Regions from separate parts of the Sus scrofa genome. Here region 2 is linked to region 1. Evidence: chromatin contacts called from public Hi-C data. All regions are on one chromosome and are shown on one strand. Each heading gives the region's core, a stretch centred on a gene start, on an enhancer-like site or on the middle of the called end of the contact. The rest is flanking DNA. Distances are from core to core; before and after follow the strand shown. Region 1 holds the start of DCPS (decapping enzyme, scavenger). Region 2 overlaps DCPS (decapping enzyme, scavenger).

The links. A called contact is a pair of places that touch in the nucleus more often than the background predicts.
Region 2: a contact with region 1 is called in a Hi-C map of liver, with 1.8 times the contacts expected there. The contact joins the enhancer-like site here to the promoter of DCPS in region 1. A contact is called at or near these places in 2 of 5 promoter capture datasets (fetal liver and liver), 13 of 47 Hi-C or Micro-C datasets (alveolar macrophages, blood, brain and 5 more) and 2 of 2 datasets of contacts at active chromatin or transcription factors (alveolar macrophages and skeletal muscle).

What each region holds. Positions count from the first base shown.
Region 1 is chr9:53,399,019-53,402,240 of Sscrofa11.1, reverse strand. DCPS (decapping enzyme, scavenger) reads right to left here and starts at 1,454. Exons shown (of 6, transcript NM_213790.1): 1 at 1,254-1,454. The coding sequence starts at 1,454.
Region 2 is chr9:53,433,128-53,436,349 of Sscrofa11.1, reverse strand. DCPS (decapping enzyme, scavenger) reads right to left here. Exons shown (of 6, transcript NM_213790.1): 5 at 1,334-1,444. Among named protein-coding and RNA genes, the nearest start is that of DCPS, 34 kb to the right of the region's middle. Within about 2 kb of position 1,554, at least 4 of the 83 cell types and tissues checked have an H3K27ac peak or open chromatin away from gene starts, as enhancers often do. A contact at or near this core is called in fetal liver and liver, where this site is marked.

The DNA.
Region 1 (3,222 bases), core at 205-2,704:
AGACACCCCCCCAAAAAAATTCTCCCCATTTTACAGCTGAAGAAAATGAGGTCTAGAGAAGTTTAAGTGACTTGCCCAAATGGTGAAATAGAAATTAGACTTTAAGTATCCCAACTAGCTTCGAGCTCAAAGGTTCCCATGGCTAAAATCTTCAGCAGGTGCTGCAGACTGAAGGTAAGTTGGGCTGAGACAGACAGAACCTTGTAAAACACAAGAGACACAGAAAGAGGCATGGAAGCCTGGCCCAGGGTCTCCCTGCCCCCATCCTCCCAAAAGTGAGAGCGCCTGCCAGGACTTCTGGGGAACCCTTGGACTGCCTCTTTACTAGCTCTTGGGTCAGTATCCAGTCTCTCCTCAGTCCCTGCTGGAGAGCTGAGCACGTGATATTAGAGCTAGCTGTGCCTGTCTGCTTAAGGATGCTCTGCACTCCTGAAGATCAAGGATGGGAACTTTCAGCTCTATGTTGCACCCAGTTCAGTGCTGGCCCGTCTGTGCATGAAACGTGGAATTGAATCAAGAATGGGAACTTTCAGCTCTATGTTGCACCCAGTTCAGTGCTGGCCTGTCTGTGCATGATATGTGGAATTGAATCACCAATTCAACAAACTGTTTCCCCGCTCCCAGGAGCGGGAGTCCTGTATATAGCAGAGATCATACTTCCTACAGTGCCTATGTTATTGCCTGGGGCCTGGATGACCAAGACTGCCCAGAAACATACTGGATTCCTAGCACCTTACAGGGTTTTTGTGTGTTTTGTTGGGGCCCGTTTGTTTGTTTGTTTGCCCTCACCCAAGGCACGTGGAGTTCTGGGCCAGGGATGGAACCTGCGCCACAACAGCGATCCAAGCCCCATCAGTGAAACCTCCAGATCCTTAACCAGCTGTGCCACAAGAGAACTAGCACGTTACAGGTTTAATAAATGAATGGTGAAAGCTTGGGGAATTTAACATGCGACTTTTTAATCGACAATAAATACACTCCGCAAGTGTTAGGTTCTTATTTTAGTACAAGAGGAGGAATTAGGGAAATTAGCCCCACGCGTGTTAATTCCCTTAATTTCACAAGTATCCTTGTTTCCTCCACGAACCAAACCCCTGCCCAGGCATTTTGGCGCACTTGGCCTCCTTCCCACCCGGGGCAATGCGATTAGTATTTTCCAAAGAATCTCAAAAAAAAAAAAAAAAAATCCGCCTCCGAGGCGACGATTGGGTCACTCCTTCCCGCATCCCCACCCCAACGCTGCTTAATGGTACCTTTCCGTGCAGGAAAATGATTTTGTCCCGCGCAGACTCCCTTAGCACTTTTTTCACTCTAAAGCCGGAGAAAGGTAAGCGGACAGGAGCAGAGGTACCATTCCCAACCCTTGCTTCCTTCTCCTCTGTGCTGGGTGCCTCCGCCTCCTCCGGGTCTCGTTCGCGCTTTCTCTTGCTGGGTTGAGGAGCGGTGTCCGCCATATTGCCGGGGGAGAGTGTGCGCCTGCGCCAACCCGGCCGCGGCCCCGCCCCTCTGCCGCCTCACCCCACCTCCGCGGAGGGCGGTGACTACAACTCCCGACGTGCTCCGCGCCGGAGTCAGCCGATCTCCTGGCTGTAGGAAACCTAGGGCCGCTGTTTTTTGGGACTCGTCTAGAGTGAGCATCTTAATTCGAGTTTCCCGCCTTTGGTCTCCTCGTGCTAGCCAACCCGGGCGGAGGCTGGTCCTGAGGGAAAAGAGAAGGTGACAGCAAGGCTAGAGAGGCTGCAGGGGAGAGGGTAGCCCAGCCACCCCACCCCACCCCTACTCCCCCGAGTCCGAGCTGCAAGACGCCCTTTGGACTCTGCGCTGACACTTGGGTTGAATACAGCTTTTTAATCAGAGTTATGCCAACATTGATTAGAGTGGAAGGGATGTTTCTGAAGCAAATCTGTTGAGCCAATCTCTTTCTTAGTCAATTGATTGAACATAGAGAACGCTTAAAACCCTATCCATTTTTCACCCGTTTCCATTTTACAAAAGTCCTCTTTGTGTTGTCCTTTTCTTTGTAAATCCCAGTATTTTTTGCTGAGAAGAATGGTAAGTGAACAGGGCCAGAAGTACATTTCCATTGCCTGCCTCTTTGCTTCTGCTTCCTGTCCATTAGATGATCAGGTACCCTGCCACCTTCTCGTTCACCTTGCCTTTAAAAACACTTCCCTGAAAGCCATCAAGAAGTTCAGGTCTTTTAAGGATGAGCTGCCAGGTTTTCCTTGCTTGGTCTCACTCATTGCCTGCCTCTTTGCTTCTGCCCCACTGTATCCATGTTACAGAACCAAAGTTGGGTCTCCTTGGGCAACTTACTGCAATCTATCCACACTGGGTTGTGATGAGGGAAAGTACAGCGTTTATTGCAGTCTTTGGGGTTTCTTTGCGTTTTAGGGTCGCACCCGCTGCATGTGGAGGCTAGGGGTCCAATCGGAACTATAGCACAGCCACAGCAATGCAGGATCCGAGCTGCGTCTGTGACCTACACCACAGCTCATGGCAACGCTGGATTCTCAACACACTGAGCGAGGCCAGGGATGGAACCCACAACCTCGTAGTTCCTAGTCGGATTCGTTTCCGCTTTTCCACAACGGAAACTCCCAATTGCAAGGTTCTTAAAGTGAGACCAAGCAAGGAAAACTGGCAGCTCATGCTCAAAAGACCTGAACTTCTTGATGGCTTTCAGGGAGGTGTTTTTAAAGGCAAGGTGAAGGAAAAGGTGGCAGGGTACCTGATCATCTAATGGACATTCTTCTGGTTGATAGATGGTATTTCTGGGGTCAGTATCAACCTCTGATTCCAACCAGTCTGGGGTCTACAAGGTTGTGATCAGTATGTAGTTTGCAGTTAACTTCTACCTAGTGGGGATTTCATTATCTGCGAAATAATTCAAGGATATGGCTCAGGGTTTTATTTTATTTATTAAAAAAAAAAATTTTTGGGGGGGCTGCACCCACGGCATATAGAGGTTCCCAGGCTAGTAGTCCAGTCAGAGCTACAGCTGCTGGCCTATGCCACAGCCACAGCAACACCAGGTCAGAGCCGCATCTGGAACCTACGTTGCAGCTTGTGGCAATGGCAGATCTTCGACTGAATAAGGCCAGGGATCAAACACACATCATCATGGAGACTATGTCGGGTTCTTAACCTGCTAAGCCACAATGGGAACCCCTCTTTTCTTTAAAAATTTTTTTTGCCGTATAAAATATTTACTTATGATTT
Region 2 (3,222 bases), core at 305-2,804, 34 kb before region 1:
AGGACCCTCCAGGTCTTGCTGGACTCCCAGCGGAGGAGGAAAGCATTGCCTTTAGCCACAGCTCCCTTTGCCCACCCCAACCTGGCACAAGGATAGAGCTTTTCCTACCCCTCTCAGGCTAAGAATTAAGAGAAGATTCAGATTTCCATTGTGAGTAAATCCCTGAGGTGGTCAGTGGGCCTAGAATAAACCCCAGAATTGTTTTCTATTCTGCATTTGGAGGCTCGCTATCCCCCCCACGGGATCTCAGCAGCAGGGTGACACCAGGACCAGGGCACCCAAACGGCTTCCTGGGGTCAGCAGGGCTGGCCTGCCCAGGAGAGGCTTCCCGAGCTGCCAAGTCAGGAAGAAGTGCTGGCCCAGCATCTCCTGGGGATCTGCATCCAGGGGTGGTTTCAGCAGAGTAACGAGTCACTATGAAAAGAGGAAGGCAGCCAGGGAGATGGTGACCCAGGCAGCAGGGGGAAGAGGGCAGGTAGGCACAGTGACAGGGGAGCAGCTAGAGGAGAACGTACAGTGGCCCCAGGCAGAACCCCTCCTCCAGGTCTGTGGTGTCACAGCCTTGGAGCAGGGCTTGGTGAATCTGAACTGGGGCGAGCATCGCCCCCGCGGAGAACCCTGGTGACAGCGGGCCCTGGCTTGGAAGCCACATCACCCAATGTCTCAGGGTGGAAACAAGGCTGAGACCAACCCCACAGAATGATGGACTCAGAAGGACCCCTTCAAGATACTGAGGCCCAGAGAGGTGAACTGACCAGCCGAAGGTCACCAGCGGGCTAAGGTCACAGTGTCAGAATTAGAACTACAACCCAAGATTCTAGACTCTCTTCCCCCATCTCCCCTTGACCACAGGGCCCCTTTCAGCAACTCTATAATTTCATGCGATTTAGCAAATCTCCCAGAAATGAAGTCTCCCAGAAGGCCAGGTGCTGGAGAACCCAGTTTCTGCCCTCAGGGTGGAGGAGGAGGTACGTGCAGACATGTGTCAGGTCATGCACCATGTTGCGGCTGCCATGAACAGGACAGCTAATCCTGGGATCTTAGATGTGACCTGCAGGAGAAAGGGAGGGCGCAAAAGTGGGACCCCGAGCTGAGGATGCCTGTGAGTAGGGAGGAAAGAAGGCTGAGAGGAGAGCTGGAGGGCAGGGCAGGTAGGACCAAGACCGGGGCCCTGAGTCACCTACGAGCTCACGGTGTCCTGCACAAGCGTCCAGGGAGGAGGTCCTTTTGCAGAAAGACTTCTGGGAAGGGTGAGGAAAGGGGCCCAGGGACACACTGGCATGAGAGTGCAATTCCTCCAGGTTCCTGTGTGAGTCTGGCCCAAGCAGCTCACCTGCCCCTCGCGGAGGATGTTCCTGAGCAGTGGCAGGTGCTCTGGAGTAAGGTCCCGAAGCGACTTGATGCCCCGGCGATGGCAGATGGCGATCAGGTATAGGTCATCGAGCTGTGCGGAGAGAGGCAGGGGTAAACTGGGCTCAGCAGGCTGGGCCAGGCCAAAGCTAAGGCCAGGGAGGCTGCAACTCCTGGAATTCCTCCCAGAAGCCAGGAAGCAGCCACACACAAGGCCTGCAGTGCCAGTCACAGCCAATCCCAGGGACGCCGTGGCAGGAGCACCCCTAGTCAAAGTGAGCGTCCACGTGCCCAGGGTGAGGGACAGTCTAAGGACAGAGCTTCTGCTTACTGTCCTGCCAAAAATGATCATATGGAAGAATTTATATACTCCCAGCAGATGGAGGATGGGGGTGGGAAGGGAAGTCTAAGAAAATGCCAAGGACAATGCTCATGGTCTAATCACATGGAAATAAGGTGATAAGAGTACAAGAGAAAGAACTAAAGACCAGCTAGCATGATCCAGTGGCTTCCTGGACAACAAGGCTGGGAATCGGGGTCTTGAAGAAGAGGTAGGGTTTGGCAAAAGGGCCCTGGGGTAGAGGAACAGTGGATACAAAAGCGCAGTGGCAGGAAAGCACAGGGCACCTAAGCAGGAGAGGAAACTCCCTGTGCCTGGAGTCGGAGGCTGGGGAGAGGTGAAGAGGCTCGGGAAGTGGGGAAGGGAGCTGAGGCCAGCTCCGTGTGAGGACTGCCATGGCCTCACCCCTCCCCCTTCCCTGGTCTCACAGGTGGCCCTTCCTGCCATCCTTCCTGGAGATAGTGCTAGCCGAAGACCCAGAGGCCACAACAGTATGAAAACCCAAGGCCAACAAGACCTTGAGCCGGAGAGCAAACGGACTCTTCCTCTCGCCCAGAAAACCCTCCCACCTGTCCCTGCTGACCCCAACCCTGGCCTTGGCTGGTTATCACATCCATGCACACGCGCAGGGCAGGCTCCAGACCCTAGGGCTCCAGCGGATGAGGTGTGGAGAGAATGCAGCAGCCCTCAAGCCTTCATCTGAGCTGCTAGATTCCTCGAGGAGATAATTTGGGGACCCTGAAACACCCAACCAAATCCCCAAGGGCCCCGATTTAGAAAGTGAGAATGAAATTTTCCATATGGTGCCTGATGTCCAACTGGCCTCTTCAGGTCCTTCAGAGTTTTCTCTGTTAGAGCCCTGTGAGTCCAGCTTTCTGTCCCAGACCTGCTAGAGACGAGCCCAGCGCAGACGTCCCAGCAGATGGCTGAGCTGGGCCTCCCCAGGGCTCAGTTTTGCCCACAAGTCCCTTCTGGACTCTCCCTCCTTATGGCCCACGTCTGGGACGTTTACTCTCTTGCTAGCCAGGGGCCCCAGGAGAGGCAGGAAACAAAACCGCTTGAACATGGAGTATGTGTGTGTGCATGCCTGTGGGCGTCTTCAGCTGTTCTACGTGTCACTGTCACGGGACTCCCAAATAACAGCAGCATTTGTTTTAGAAGCTATCTGCTGACAAATCCCAAACATGACATTAAATCACACCTCCCTGCTCCTCTGGCACAGAAGGAAGCATGCAGCCTGTGCTGGGCATCCGCTCACAGGATGAGTGAGGGAAGGAAAAGAAGCGCATTCTTTGATATCAGACACGACCCCAGATTTCCTACAGGCAGCCAAAGGCCCCGGCCTAGAAACGCTAGACAAGGGGCTGCAGGTCTCAGATCGGCACCCAGAAAGTGGCACCTTAATCACCCTGGGGAGACAGGCACCATCAATGTCTTTTCTATCAGGCAGGGCAGTCGAATCAAAGTAATAGCTTCCGGGAGTTCCCGTCGTGGCGCAGCAGAAACAAATCTAACTAGGAACCATGATGTTG